Linked DNA regions of Muntiacus reevesi: region 1 is linked to region 2. A link is a contact called in public Hi-C data. All regions are on one chromosome and are shown on one strand. The core of a region is the stretch at or near the end of the contact, and the rest is flanking DNA. Distances in the headings are between cores, read along the strand shown. Region 1 holds the start of CAPSL (calcyphosine like). Region 2 holds the start of SPEF2 (sperm flagellar 2).

What was found. Hi-C and Micro-C count contacts between places; a contact is called where the count stands out from the background.
Region 1: a Hi-C map of muscle shows a contact between it and region 2, with 11 times the contacts expected there. The contact joins the promoter of CAPSL here to the promoter of SPEF2 in region 2. A contact is called at or near these places in 2 of 3 Hi-C or Micro-C datasets (blood and muscle).

Annotation. Positions count from the first base shown.
Region 1 is chr14:31,319,187-31,325,994 of mMunRee1.1, forward strand. CAPSL (calcyphosine like) reads right to left here and starts at 4,480. Exons shown (of 4, transcript XM_065905753.1): 1 at 4,344-4,480; 2 at 827-1,004; 3 at 333-542. The coding sequence starts at 4,480.
Region 2 is chr14:31,025,971-31,032,274 of mMunRee1.1, forward strand. SPEF2 (sperm flagellar 2) reads left to right here and starts at 2,481. Exons shown (of 18, transcript XM_065905418.1): 1 at 2,481-2,610. The coding sequence starts at 2,553.

The sequences.
Region 1 (6,808 bases), core at 3,230-5,729, 300 kb after region 2:
TTCGAAGTTAAATATGTATTATCATCAAGTTCGTTGAAATTAGGCTAGCTGTGTATGGTAAATATGGCAACTAAGAAACAGAACATTTAACCAAAATGCCACAGTCTTCAGATGATGGGTATTTAGCTGTATGTGGTTCCCCTACAAATATATGTGCATACACACACGAACACACACACACACATTTTTATTACCTTTGTTCTAAGCTTTCTAGATAGTCACCAAGGAAACATTTTACTTCTATTTATAAAATAATATTTTTAAGACTTGGGGCCCATTTCCCATTTATAATTATGGAAAGAAATTTCACTAGATTAAGTTCTTTCACTCACCACTCCATCTTTGTCATAAGGTGAGTCAAAGTTATCCAGAAATTTCCGGAACACTTGCTCCTCCGTCCATTCACCATTCTGATACTTTGGATGGTGTTTTGCATTGTACACCTCTCGAAGGTCTTCAATTGTTATCACACCATCTCCAGTCTTGTCTAGCTTTCTAAAAGCTTGCATAATCACCTCTTTTCTGGCTCTGGACATTGGAGGCTAGAAACATAGGAAAAAAAGTCACATACATAAGTCGATGAGCTTTCCTTGTATCATCTGCAATGAAATATCTGATTCCTCTCAATGATGGGAAATTGCAATTGTATGTGTGTCTTTAAATGATGTGCATTGTGACTGCTCCAGAAAGTCCCTAAGCCTGTATTGTCTTCTGCCCATCTCCTCTGTGGTGTGCTATCAGCTTCCGAAAACCAAGTCTCACGATAGCCAATCCAAATCACGTTAAGTCAAACCCAGTGGATACAGTGATTCATGGGATCACTTACTCTTAATGTGAGAAGAAATTCATTGAAGTCTATTGTTCCATTTCCATCTTTATCGAACCTCCGGAAAAGCTCTTCTGCTTCCTCCTTTTCCATGACCACAGCATAATCATTTAACCCTTTCACAAATTCTTTGAAATCAAGGGTTCGGTTGTTATTGTCATCCATAATTCGAAACACTCTGTAGATAATATACACATACAAAATGGAAGAAAAAACACAAAGAACAAGATATAAGAATAAAAATTCAAAGAGCAAGCCACTCTCAAGATTTTTTGAAGTAAAGACAAAAGTCTTAGGTTCTTCTCTGGTGAGCTTCTTTCCAGCCCCTCAGAAAAGAAAATAAACATTTAAAAATATACTGTGTGCTCTAATTATATGACATTCTGAAAATGCCAGAACTGTAAAGGCGGTTAAAAAAAAAAAAAAAGATGCAGGGAAGGGGAGAGAGATTGGGGAAGCCCAGAGATTCTGGGCAGTGATATTTCTCTGCATGACACTAGAGTGGAAGATACACGACGTACATTTGCTAAAACCCATAGAAACTCACAGCACAAAGAGTGAGCCTTAATGTGTACATTTCAAAAAATTGTTTAGCACATCAGGGAATCCCAGGAAGGAATACAGATTGTGCGGCGAGAATTCAACTGTTTTATAAAAGTTTGAGACCATCTCACTGAAGGGGGATGGAAAGATGAAAGTGCTGACTTAAGTAACTCTGGAAATGAGTAGAGTTCATAAGACTAAAGACAAAATGAGCTGCACATAACCTCTGTATTCCAGTTGATAAAGATATTTCTCGTGGAGATACAAGTTGACAATTTCCTTGTTGCTATATGGGTGCCCTGGATCTGAACAATTAAAGGGACGATGTAAGCTAAGCCTCTCACTGTTGGAGTGGGGATTTATAGATAAGATAGGACAGAGGGCTAGAATGATCTGATCAATAAGGATTGAGTTGGAGACATCAGTAGGGATTCACGTTTAGCTTAATATAAACATAGATGAAAACATATAAAATATTTACAGATATGTATATACAGAGAGGGGTTAGCCTGTACATCTGTATCTCCTTGTTCTGTCAGCCAAGAGAATCTAGAAGTAATACCTCAGCAAGAACAAGAACATCTAGAGTCTAGATCTTGGTTTATAATACAATTCTCCAATAAAAGGAAATGAGCTTCTTGGAGAAATGTCTGATTCTAGAACTGGGGCAGGAAAATTTGCAAGATAAGCTTGGAGTAGCTTATACCAAAAAGTAAAGAAGTGCTCAAAGAAACTCTACATTGATGGAGATACATCAAACAGAAACAGAAGCCAACCGCAAGAGCTCCCAAAGCCAAAACTGAAACAATTTGAACAATAAAAAAGTGTTGGGTTATATCCCAAAGTATAAAATACATATCCATGAGTTAATAATGGTTTAAGTAAATGATTGAATAAGTAGATAAATGTGGGAGAAGAGATAAATTTCTCTTGCCGAATTTGAAATGAATTGTGCTCATACTCTCTCCTGAAGGAGGAAACCATGCTCCCCAGGCCCTAAGTGGGGCTCTGCATAGACACTTCCCTTCGAAGAGTCCAATATGGAGAGGCAGTAGGGAAAGCAAGTTTACAGAGAAACCAGGCACTGTCTCAGCCAGGAGACCAAGATCAACGCCAGTGGTGATAAGCCATTCTGATAGTTGGAGAAGGAAATGACAACCCACTCCAGTACTCTTGGCTGGGAAATCTCATGGACAGAGGAGCCTGGAGGGCTACAGTCCATGGGGTCACAAAGAGTCAGACACAACTGAGCGACTAAACCACCATCACCCTCATGTTGATAGCATGCATGCATCCTTGATTTGATGTGATGAGAATGTCACTTTTCTTCTGTGGCCCCCAGAGAAACATAATCCCAGTCTAACCGTAAGAAAAAAAAAATGGGGAAAGGGGCAGCCAACCCTTGAGGAGAAATGTAGGGAAGGGCAAAACCAGTAAAGGGGAGGAGGCAGAGGGCATTCACGCAGAAGGCCAAGGAGGAGACAGCGTCTGTTCACAGTAGACTGGTTCACAGTGGAAAGGCTGATAGGGGAGTGGGGTGGAGGTGGCATAGACAGCAGCAGAGATTCAACTGAATGGGCCTGGAATAGATGAGACAGTAGTAGTCATGAGGGGTCTACACTGAGGACAAGAATGTGACCCCAGCACAAAGGTGGAGGATGGATTAATACAATGTTGAAGGGAAGTGGGCTGGTCTTCCCGTTGGACCGTGACAGCCTGGCCACCAGCATCCATCTGCCCATGTCCTGAGCATCTGACAGAGCTGGGCTTGGCCTGAGAGTGGGGGACTGCTGAAAGTGACATTCCAGGGCTCAGTAACCTGTGGGAAAGGAAACCTCTCAGCCACCAGATGGGAGCTTGGAGTTCCCCAGTGCTGGCACTCTGTATGTCTCTAACACACAACTTCTCACACCAGGAGGAGCCCGTCCTTGTGACTCTTGGTGTCCTGAGTTCTCCATTAACCCTGGAGAAACCTTGCTTGCCCATGAAAGCCCTGAGACAGCACGATGCCCCACCCATGGCAGGCAGCGGGTTTAGTCTTTGGAAACAGGCAACACTCAGGACCCATCCTTAGGGGGCTTACAGTCTCTTTCCACTCAGGTTTCCCAGGCCTGAGGACTAATCCCATGATCAGAGGGCCGGGAACAGGCGCTGTTCTCCTGTTAAGCTGAGGGAATCCCTGGGTGGCAGGAGATTCCCGTGTCCCTGGAAGTGATGGAGACACAAAATCTGCAACTGCCTCTAAATCTCTATTGCCCCCTCCCTATTCTAATTCACTAACCCCCCTTTGAGGGAACTTTCAAATTTTACTCATGCCAAACATCTGATCCTAAGCTCAGTGAATACTTTAATAGCACATCCATTGCTTTCTCTGGACATACAGAGTCATTTCTCAGCCTCTCCTGAACCCTACTGAGAGCTTGAGGTCAGCAGAGGCAAACTATTACATTTAGCATGGATAAACAACAGGGTCCTACTGTAGACCGAAGGGAACTATATGCAAGTCTCCTGGGATAATTCAGCCCTTATTGTCACAGCTTTAGGGGCTGTCTCTCTCATTACGCTGCTTGTTGTTCAGTCTCTCAGTCATGTCTGACTCTTTGCAACCCCGTGGACTGGAGCATGCCAGGCTCCCTTGTCCTTCACTGTCTCCCAGAATTTGCTCAGACTCATGTCCATTGAGTTAATGATGCCATCCAACCATCTCATCCTCTGTCACCCCCTTCTAGGTGTCTCTAACACCTGGATGTGCTTCTCCCTTCACTTTGATTTGTCCCAGTAGCTGCACTTAAGAACCAAAAATTGTCACAAGGGACCTCAGAGATCAATGCTTCCAAACTCTGCATTTTACAAAGGCGGAGCTGAGACCCGGGAGGAAGTGACTTGCCCAAGGGCCCATGGTTGGTCTCAGCCTCACTTAGCTGCACTCTGCCTTTCTTCTTCATCTCCCTGCAGCCCACAGACCGGGTCCTACCTGCCAAGCCCTTTGATGCCCGCTGAGCCCCTGGCCAGGCACTGCAAACGGAGCCTCTCGATGGGGTCAGTGGTCACGGTGAGCTTCTTCTTGGCCTGGATCGCCATCTCTCGGTCATGACGTGCGGTCCCTGCCATCTGAGAAGGAATAGACACAGGTCAGTGGGGATCACGCCTCCCCGTGTGCCTCTGGCTCAGCAGGGTGACCACAGCCTCGCTGAGAAGGACATTCACAGCACACTTGCTCACCCACTTCCTAAGAACCATCTCAAACCTCCCAGAATTTCCAGATTTCAGCTGCAGCAACCATGTCCTGGCACATTTATTACTGGCTTACCTAGTCCTGAGAACATCGGATCTCTGCAGCCTGGACAATAGTTTTAAATATACAGCCATCCCTGTTGATGATACACTTTCATCTCTCAGAAGCTCTCTTCCCATCACACAAAAATGAGTCATTTCTCCAAACACTTTTTGAGCCAGTCTTACCTGCTTTATTCTTTTATCTAGAAGTTTCCATATTCCCTTTGACTGCAGATTTAATATTCTCCTTTTTGGTCTAAAGATTAATTTTTGATGCTTCTGTCTTCATGGACATTCTCAGTACTGGGCTTTGATGATTCCTACGAGTAATGAGTATGTTTTCCTGGGTTGACTGGGCTTCCCTGGTGGATCAGTGGTAAAGAACCTGCCTGCCAATGCAGGAGACACGGGTTCAATCCCTGGATTGGGAAGATCCCCTGGAGAAGGGAATGACAACCCACTCCAGTATTTTAACCTGGGAAATTCTGTGGACAGAGGAGCCTGGTGGGCTACAGTCCATGGGGTCACAAAGATTTGGACGTGACTGAATGACTGAGTACACATGAATGTCTGGATTGACCGGTTAATGTCCATTAACACCTAAGTAGGTTCTCAGGACAGAGAAAGGTAAATAGACTCTCTCTCCTGAAGAAGAGCTATATCTTTTTTCTACAGTTTGCCTTTTGTGTTTTAAACATTTTAAACATTTAAACAGGAGAGAGGGCGGCTGCAGGGAAGCCCTCCACTTTTCAAGGTCCACGAGCAATGTACAAACTATGCTGACACCGCAGCCAGGCGCTGAGATCCACACAATCCCGGAAAAGCCATGGAGCTGGGAGCCCGGAGACCCAGGTTCTAGGCCTGACTGCAGCCCACTCCTGCTGAGGTCTGAGCAAATCTCGGGGCCTCTGATTCTTCCTCCTCTGTTATGTGAAAAGATGAGATTAAAGAATCTTTAAATTCTAGCTCTACTCCAAGAAACACAAATCTTCCTATGAGCCCACTGACCCAGTTAATTGGGGAGATTCTAGAAATTTCTTTTTCAGGGTGAGTTGTGAATAAAAGGAACAAAAGAGCTTGATGGATATGCAAAAAAAAAAATAATAACAACACTCATGGTGCAGAAAATACTGGTGTTACAAGGGTACTGCCCTTGACTCAAAGGCTCCCCTCTGCCCCCAGGCCCCCAGGTGCTGGCACTTCCTCCGATGACCCTGTTACCCTCCAAGTCTGCTCCCTCCAATACAACCCAGAAGGTCTCCCCACAAAGTTCTCAACCTGAAGGTTGGTATGTAGGGGACACGCTGCATATGAAATATCCAGTAGAGGCAAATTCATGAACAGAACACAGATGGGTTGCTGTCAGGGCCTGGGAGGGGGGCCGTGGGAGTGACTGTTGCATGGGACAGGCTTTCCTTTGGCAGTGCTGGCACGTGATACAGGTGATGGCTGCACAAAAGGGAGACTCAACCGTACATTTCTTAATGCCTGATTTTATCAGGCGTGGATTTCACCTCATTGTTTTAAAACCCTATGAGCTAATTACTCCTATGATTCATGTTCCACAGATAAAGAAATTGATGAGCACAAAAATCAGGCGACTTGCCCAGCTTCCACCATCATCGTGGCTCACAGAAATTCACACACCGTCAGGACTGCAGAACCCCGAAAGGTCATCCAGGGCCACCCCTTCCTCTGGCAACTTGGAAACTGGAGCTTGTTGGTTAAGGAAGCTGCCCCCAAATCCCGGCCAACAGTGAAACTGGGGGCTTCAGACCAAGCAGGGCTCCACCACCTTTGTGAATACTACAAAAGCATTTCAAAGTACAATTTGATGGCCCCCAGGCAGAGGAGAGCAGGGTAGAGTCTGGGAAAATAACCCTCCTGATCTGTCTTTGCAGACCTCCCTAGCCAGTGACCCCACAAGCAGTTACCTCCAGAATCTAGGCTGATATATCCAGGGGAAAAAATGACATTCTCTCCTGCCATCCAGCCTACCATGGTACTTGAAATGCCCACGTTAACTACCGTTTTTAACCATTTAATGAGCCAGTTCATCAACAAGTAGCTAATATTTATCCTGTGATAGTTTCAAAAAGTGGAAGTGTTAGTTGCTGAGTCTATCCAACTCCTTGTGAACCCGTAGCCCACCAGGCTACTCTG
Region 2 (6,304 bases), core at 1,231-3,730:
GGAACTTGATGTGCCTTCATCTACATCGTTCCCCAAAAGCAATTTTCTCAGCAGTCTAGAAAACAATAGTTCCTATCTCCCGGGCTCTACAGGCTGAAATTAAAGCTTGGAACTTCTTGATAAATGAGTAACAATAGTCTTCAATTTAAATGTACAACTGGGATGACTAGCCACAGGACTGTCTTGGAGGTCATTTCTAGGCAGGTATACATCTTTTGGAAGCATTTTCAGGGATGACATATTTCTAATGTTTAAAGGTTTACTAGATACATCTCCCAAGCTAAACAGGCTATTTAGAATATAACCTTTCAAATTTGGATAACTCTAAAATGATGCATATCAAGTGTATCAGGCTCCAATTCTGTTGGCGAAAAATCTTCCTCAGAATTCCCATGGTAGTTATGCCTACTGTGTTGGGTGTGAGAAACTCATCGGATGAGAGATTTCAATGTTAAGTAAGCCAGCAGTGAAATGGTACTAAACTTTTTTTTCCCCCATTTATTTTTATTAGTTGGAGGCTAATTACTTTACAATATTGTAGTGGTTTTTGCCATACATTGACATGAATCAGCCATGGATTTACATGTGTTCCCCATCCCGATCCCCCCTCCCACCTCCCTCTCTACCCGATTCCTCTGGATCTTCCCAGTGCACCAGCCCCAAGCACGTCTCATGCATCCAACCTGGGCTGGTGATCTGTTTCACCCTCGATAATATACATGTTTCGATGCTGTTCTCTCAAAACATCCCACCCTCGCCTTCTCCCACAGAGTCCAAAAGTCTGTTCTGTACATCTGTGTCTCTTTTTCTGTTTTGCATATAGGGTTATCGTTACCATATTTCTAAATTCCATATATATGTGTTAGTATACTGTATTGGTCTTTATCTTTCTGGCTTACTTCACTCTGTATAATGGGCTCCAGTTTCATCCACCTCATTAGAACCTCAAATGAATTCTTTCTAATGGCTGAGTAATATTCCATGGTGTATAGGTACTAAACATTTATCCAATCAGGACATACAGATCAATTTCAAATTAATTTTAAGAGAAATCTCACTATTAGGTCATTACTGTCATCATTCTTACAGTTTAAAAGAATTTGATGAATTCAAGCTTTGGGGGGGAAGTTACTTATATTTGTGACATACACATATGTACACACATATATATATTGTCCTGGTGACTCAGACAGTAAAGAATCCGCCTGCAATGCAGGAGACCTGGGTTCAATCCCTGGGTTGGCAAGATCCCCTGGAGGAGGGCATGGGAACCCACTCCAGTATCCTTGCCTGGAGTAATCCCTATGGATAGAGGAGCTTGGTGGGCTACAGACCATGGGGTCGCAAAGAGTCAGACTCAACTGAGTGACTAAGCACATTATATATGTAAATAATTTTTCCATTATTCCATCTAAACTTTAAGAAATTATTAAAGGAGAATTTTTCTTGCTGTTGTTAAAGACCATAAGACTTTATTGAAGGGACTACTGCAATGGGGTTTTGCAATAGTGGATAGAGATAGGGCTCAGTTCTGAATATAATAAGGAGAAGTGGGGATTTACAGCCAAGGAGTGCATTTGAGGTCTTTGGATGGAAAACTTCTAAGAGGAAACATCAGAGTTAAAGACTAAATTGACTAGACAGGATATTTGCAGAAAACAGGTCAGAATGGTCAGCTATCAAGGGTCAGGGACAGGGAACTAGATCAGATATGGAGGGTGGTGGATTTTCATTAAATTCACCCAGCAGAATTTTTGCCAAAACTCGACAAAGGAGCCAAGGACAGAGTTCAAGGTAGGACCTCAGGGAGAAGAGGGCTCAGAGGAGTCTGACTCAGGTTTGGTCAAGGTGAGAGTCTTTCCCAAAATACAATTTAAAATAATACCTGGAAGGAAAAAATGATCAGAAAAGAAATTCATTAAATACTCATCTCTCAAAACAATATAAAGATATGAATTACCCTGAATGTTACTTCTGTCACCACCACCAACAAAAATTATTGAAAGTTTGCTACAGGTCAGGACCTCTACCAGTTCTGGGACTAAAAGTTGTATAAGACCTATTCAGTCCCTGCTTGGGTAGCCCATATAACACAGCAATTAAAACCAGCAATTGGTAAGTTAAAGACAAAACTGAGGTCATTGGAGCAGGGGCTCTCATAAATTTCTTTAGGAGGTAAACAGGAAGAAAAAAAAATCCCCTTCAATCAAGATTCTCTCTTTCGAAGGGTTCCCTTGCCTCTCTTCCTCCACACACCAACCCTGCAAACCTCTCCTGGCTGTTGTGTTAATAGCGCTCCACCGCCTTCCCCTAGCGCTCCCAAGCCCACCGCGCCCGCGCACATCCCGGTCTTACCTACCAGCAGGGGGCAGGCCACGATTTTCTGTCCTCTTGGGCTGAGCTCTGGCACCCCCTCTTCTCCCAGCTCCAGCCTGAAAACGCTTCCTTAGCAACGGGTCGCCCTTGGCAACAGGAGGACGCAGGCAAGCGGGCGGGCTAGGTTTCCCGCGTGTTCCTGGCACCTGCGTGCGGTGGGAGGCACAGGCCGAACCATGTCGGAGATCCTGTGCCAGTGGCTCAACCAGGAACTGAAGGTGTCCCAGACCGTGAGTGAGTGCCACAGCCTGGGGCGAGCGGACCGGGGGCGATCGGGGAGCGGAGCCTGGGGCGCGGCGAGCTGTGGAGTCTGCGGGCGCAGGCTAGCTGCCGGCTCTGGCTAACCTCAGCCACCGCGGAGTCTCGCGTCTCCACTCTGCTGCTCGGCTCTGAGTTACCCATCATCACGGTGGTCCCAGCCCTGTGGGTTCTGTCCTACCATGGTTCTGAGGCTTTAGGGAGGGCGCCCTTGCTCCAGTGGAGAGAAGAACTTTCTGGACTCTTTAGCCCTGACTTTGCTCCTTTCACACTCTCAGAAGCGTGGTGTGCTGGCAAACCAGCGAAATGTGAATCCTGAAAGTCAGCTACAGCACTACTAGTTGTGTACCCCTGGACAAGTTACAATACCTTCTCCTTCTCGCAGTATAAAGGGCTGTGTGTGAAATGAGTTAATGCAGAATATATTAACATTTACAAATTTCAGCAGTTTTAACTCGATATGTACACATTTGCTACTTCTGACCACTTTTCACCCTTCCCAAAGCTGACTTCTTCACTAACCTGACTTTATCCCAGCCACAAAGTTGTCATCCAAATTTCCTAAATCCCACAACCCCAGACGCAGTTTTACATGCTGACAACTTTTGTAACAACCAGGTAATTCCAGAATAGCACTATACCCCCATTCAACTTCTTTTTGTTGTTTCTTAAACAAGAGTTCATTTTCCAACTGGTATGGTTTTGCTCAAAGCAGGAGGTTTTCAGGCCAAATCATTTCAATCTGTTTTTCCCAGAAGCATTCTTGCATAATGTCAACTTGCTTCCAGGGGGGCAATAATGCCAACTCAATCTTAAGTCATCCACAGTATTTGCTCAACCAGTAGTGTCTCTGCAGCTGCGAAGTGTTTGTTACCAACGTTAGGATCTATAAATTTGCAGCATTTGCAGTAGCCTTTGGAGAAGGAAATGGCAACCCACTCCAGTTTTTTTGCTTGGAGAATTCCATGAACAGAAGAGCCTGGTGGGCTACAGTCCAGGGGGTCTCAGAGTCGGACACGAACTGAGCGACTATCATTCACTCACTCCAGTTACCTTTCTTGAGGCATAAACCCAGACTTTTTCTTTGCCAAACTACCACCCACACACAGTAAGTTTTTTCCCAGAACTCCATGATCATCCCATGTGTCTCTCTGACTGTTCCTTATCTAAAATATGATGCTTATCTCAGGATGGTATTAGCATTTTTCTTTTCTTATTTTTTTTCTCACCATAGGAGCCAAAATGTAGTATCATGGCCTTAAGGTATACTCTTCTGAAGAAAAGCAGATACAGTGGGCTGAGTTTACTTTGGTTCATTTACTTGATTAATAAAAGCCATATTCTTTGCTCAAGTCCACAAGACTCTGTTGCATATTCAAACACTTTTGAGAAAAGTAAATAAAATTTACAAGAAATCTAAAAACAGTAATATGCCGTTCTAATTGTAATCCGTTTGGGGAGTTTTGGTTTTGAAAGGAGGAGGAAGAATTACTTCATTCCCTGAAGGTTAAAAGACTAGAGATTTTATTTATTTTTTGGCCCTACCTAGAGGCATGCAGGAACTGAGTTTTTTGACCAGGGATTGAACCCCTACCTCCTGCGGTAGAGGTGCTGAGTTTTTACCACTGGACCACCAAGGAAGTCCCAAGACTAAAGATTTTTAAAGAATTTAAATAGCATAAACTATAAATGGAAAAATTCCGATGTCTGCTTTCCCTAAGTGTAAAGCTGGAAGCTGTTAGCAGAGACGGCTAATATATTCTGCATCCCATTCACTAGCAATACATATTCATTTCTCAACCCTAACTGCTAAGAGGAGTCAAAGGAGAGAGAGACAATTCCTGAGATTACCTAAATCCATGTTGTAAAAGCCTTTTCAGATTATAGGGAACACACTCAACGGTGTTTGGAAACAGACAAGATAGGATCTGTATGCCTAAGAAGCATGCTGCCAGTTGATTTGTGTCATTAGATAAGCCATTCTGTGGCATACAAAAGGAAGACTTAAAACAGTTTATAGGAACTCTCTTGGAAGGACCATAAATGATGCAACTTCTGGGGAAAATAATTGGGCAATTTCTGGATAAGCATCCTGTTAAGTGCAAGGATTTGGAGGCCAGACTGTTTAGGTTAAAATCACTTATTCACACTTACTAGCTAGTGCTTGTGAGCAATTTATTTACCTAAATTTTATAATACTCAAAATAGGGGTAATAATAATACTTCATCAAGTAGTGTTACGATTAAATGACATAATAAATGCAAAGCACTTAAAACAGTCCATGACACACAGTAAATGCTAAATCTTACTTTTTAGAAACTATCATACAAAAATAAAATCACCAATGTGTAAGGACATTTGAACAAGGATGTTTATTGCCACATGGATTGTAGGGGCAAAAAGAAAAAAAATGGAGACAATATGAATTTGCTTCAATAATAGAATACTTGGGTAAATGATGCTGTATTTATGCTATGGATTATCATGCAGTTGTTAGAACAAATGAGTTAGTTACTCTAACTTTTGACCTAAAATGTGCTCATGTAATTTTGTCAAGTCAAAAACAAAATTAAAACTTATTGGAACCAATATAGTATCATTTTGCATGAGGATGTGTGAGAGAAAAGTGTGGAGAGGCATATACTGGACTGTTGACATATACATGACTCTTAATCTTGTGGTTTGTGTGAGAGAGAGATGTGGAATCATATAAGCCAGTGTATTGGTATTGCTTACCCTGGGAAAGGAGATGATTGCTAGCTTTTCTTTATACATCTGTGTTATTTGATGTTTTGCTTGTATTGCCTTCATAATTTGAAAGTAAAATTCAGTATAGCTTTACAAATGCAAAATCAAAAAAAGAAGATCAAATGTCACATGACAATGTAGGAGACAAAGAGGCTCAACACTTTAGTTGAAATATAGTAAGCATCTTGAAGTATTGCTGGGACAGGGGAGTACATAAGAGTTATTTTCTCAAATGAAGTTTATACATGGAATAATAATAGTAATAATAAAAGTCAATCTTTGTTGAGCACTTAAATTCTTATGCCAGACCCTGTGCTAAGCCTTTTACATAGGTTTTCATATTTGAGATTTTAAAAAGTCCTAAGAGGCATTGTCTCCATTGAACACATGTGTAAAAGAGGCTGAGAAAGCTTGGTAATTTGTTCTAAGGCACCCATCTGATAAGTCCTAGAACTAGAATTGGATCTAGATCTTTGACTAGTGCTCTTAGGATGTATTATACATTGGATTTTATGCTTAGGGAATTTACTATTTAAAAATCAACCCTCCCAAAGGTATTCATTTGGGCTCCTTTTAAGGAGGATTATTGTTCAGTGTGCCTGGAGAATCCCAGGGACGGGGACGCCTGGTGGGCTGCCGTCTATGGGGTCGCACAGAGTCGGACACGACTGAAGCGACTTAGCAGCAGCAGCAGCATTGTTCAGTTGAAGTCACAAGAAGTACAGAAATTCAACCAGATGGTTAAATGGTTAAATGGCAATGGTGGAGTTTTTAGTATTTGTTTAGAAATAGTTCAGTCCACACGTTGCTTCCTGAGACAAAGCAAACAGAATGAGAATGCCAAGTGAATGCATTGCTGCCTTGGTGAGACTCAATAATGGTTTAGTCATTAGAGAGGCAGGTAAAGCTGATTGATTTCTG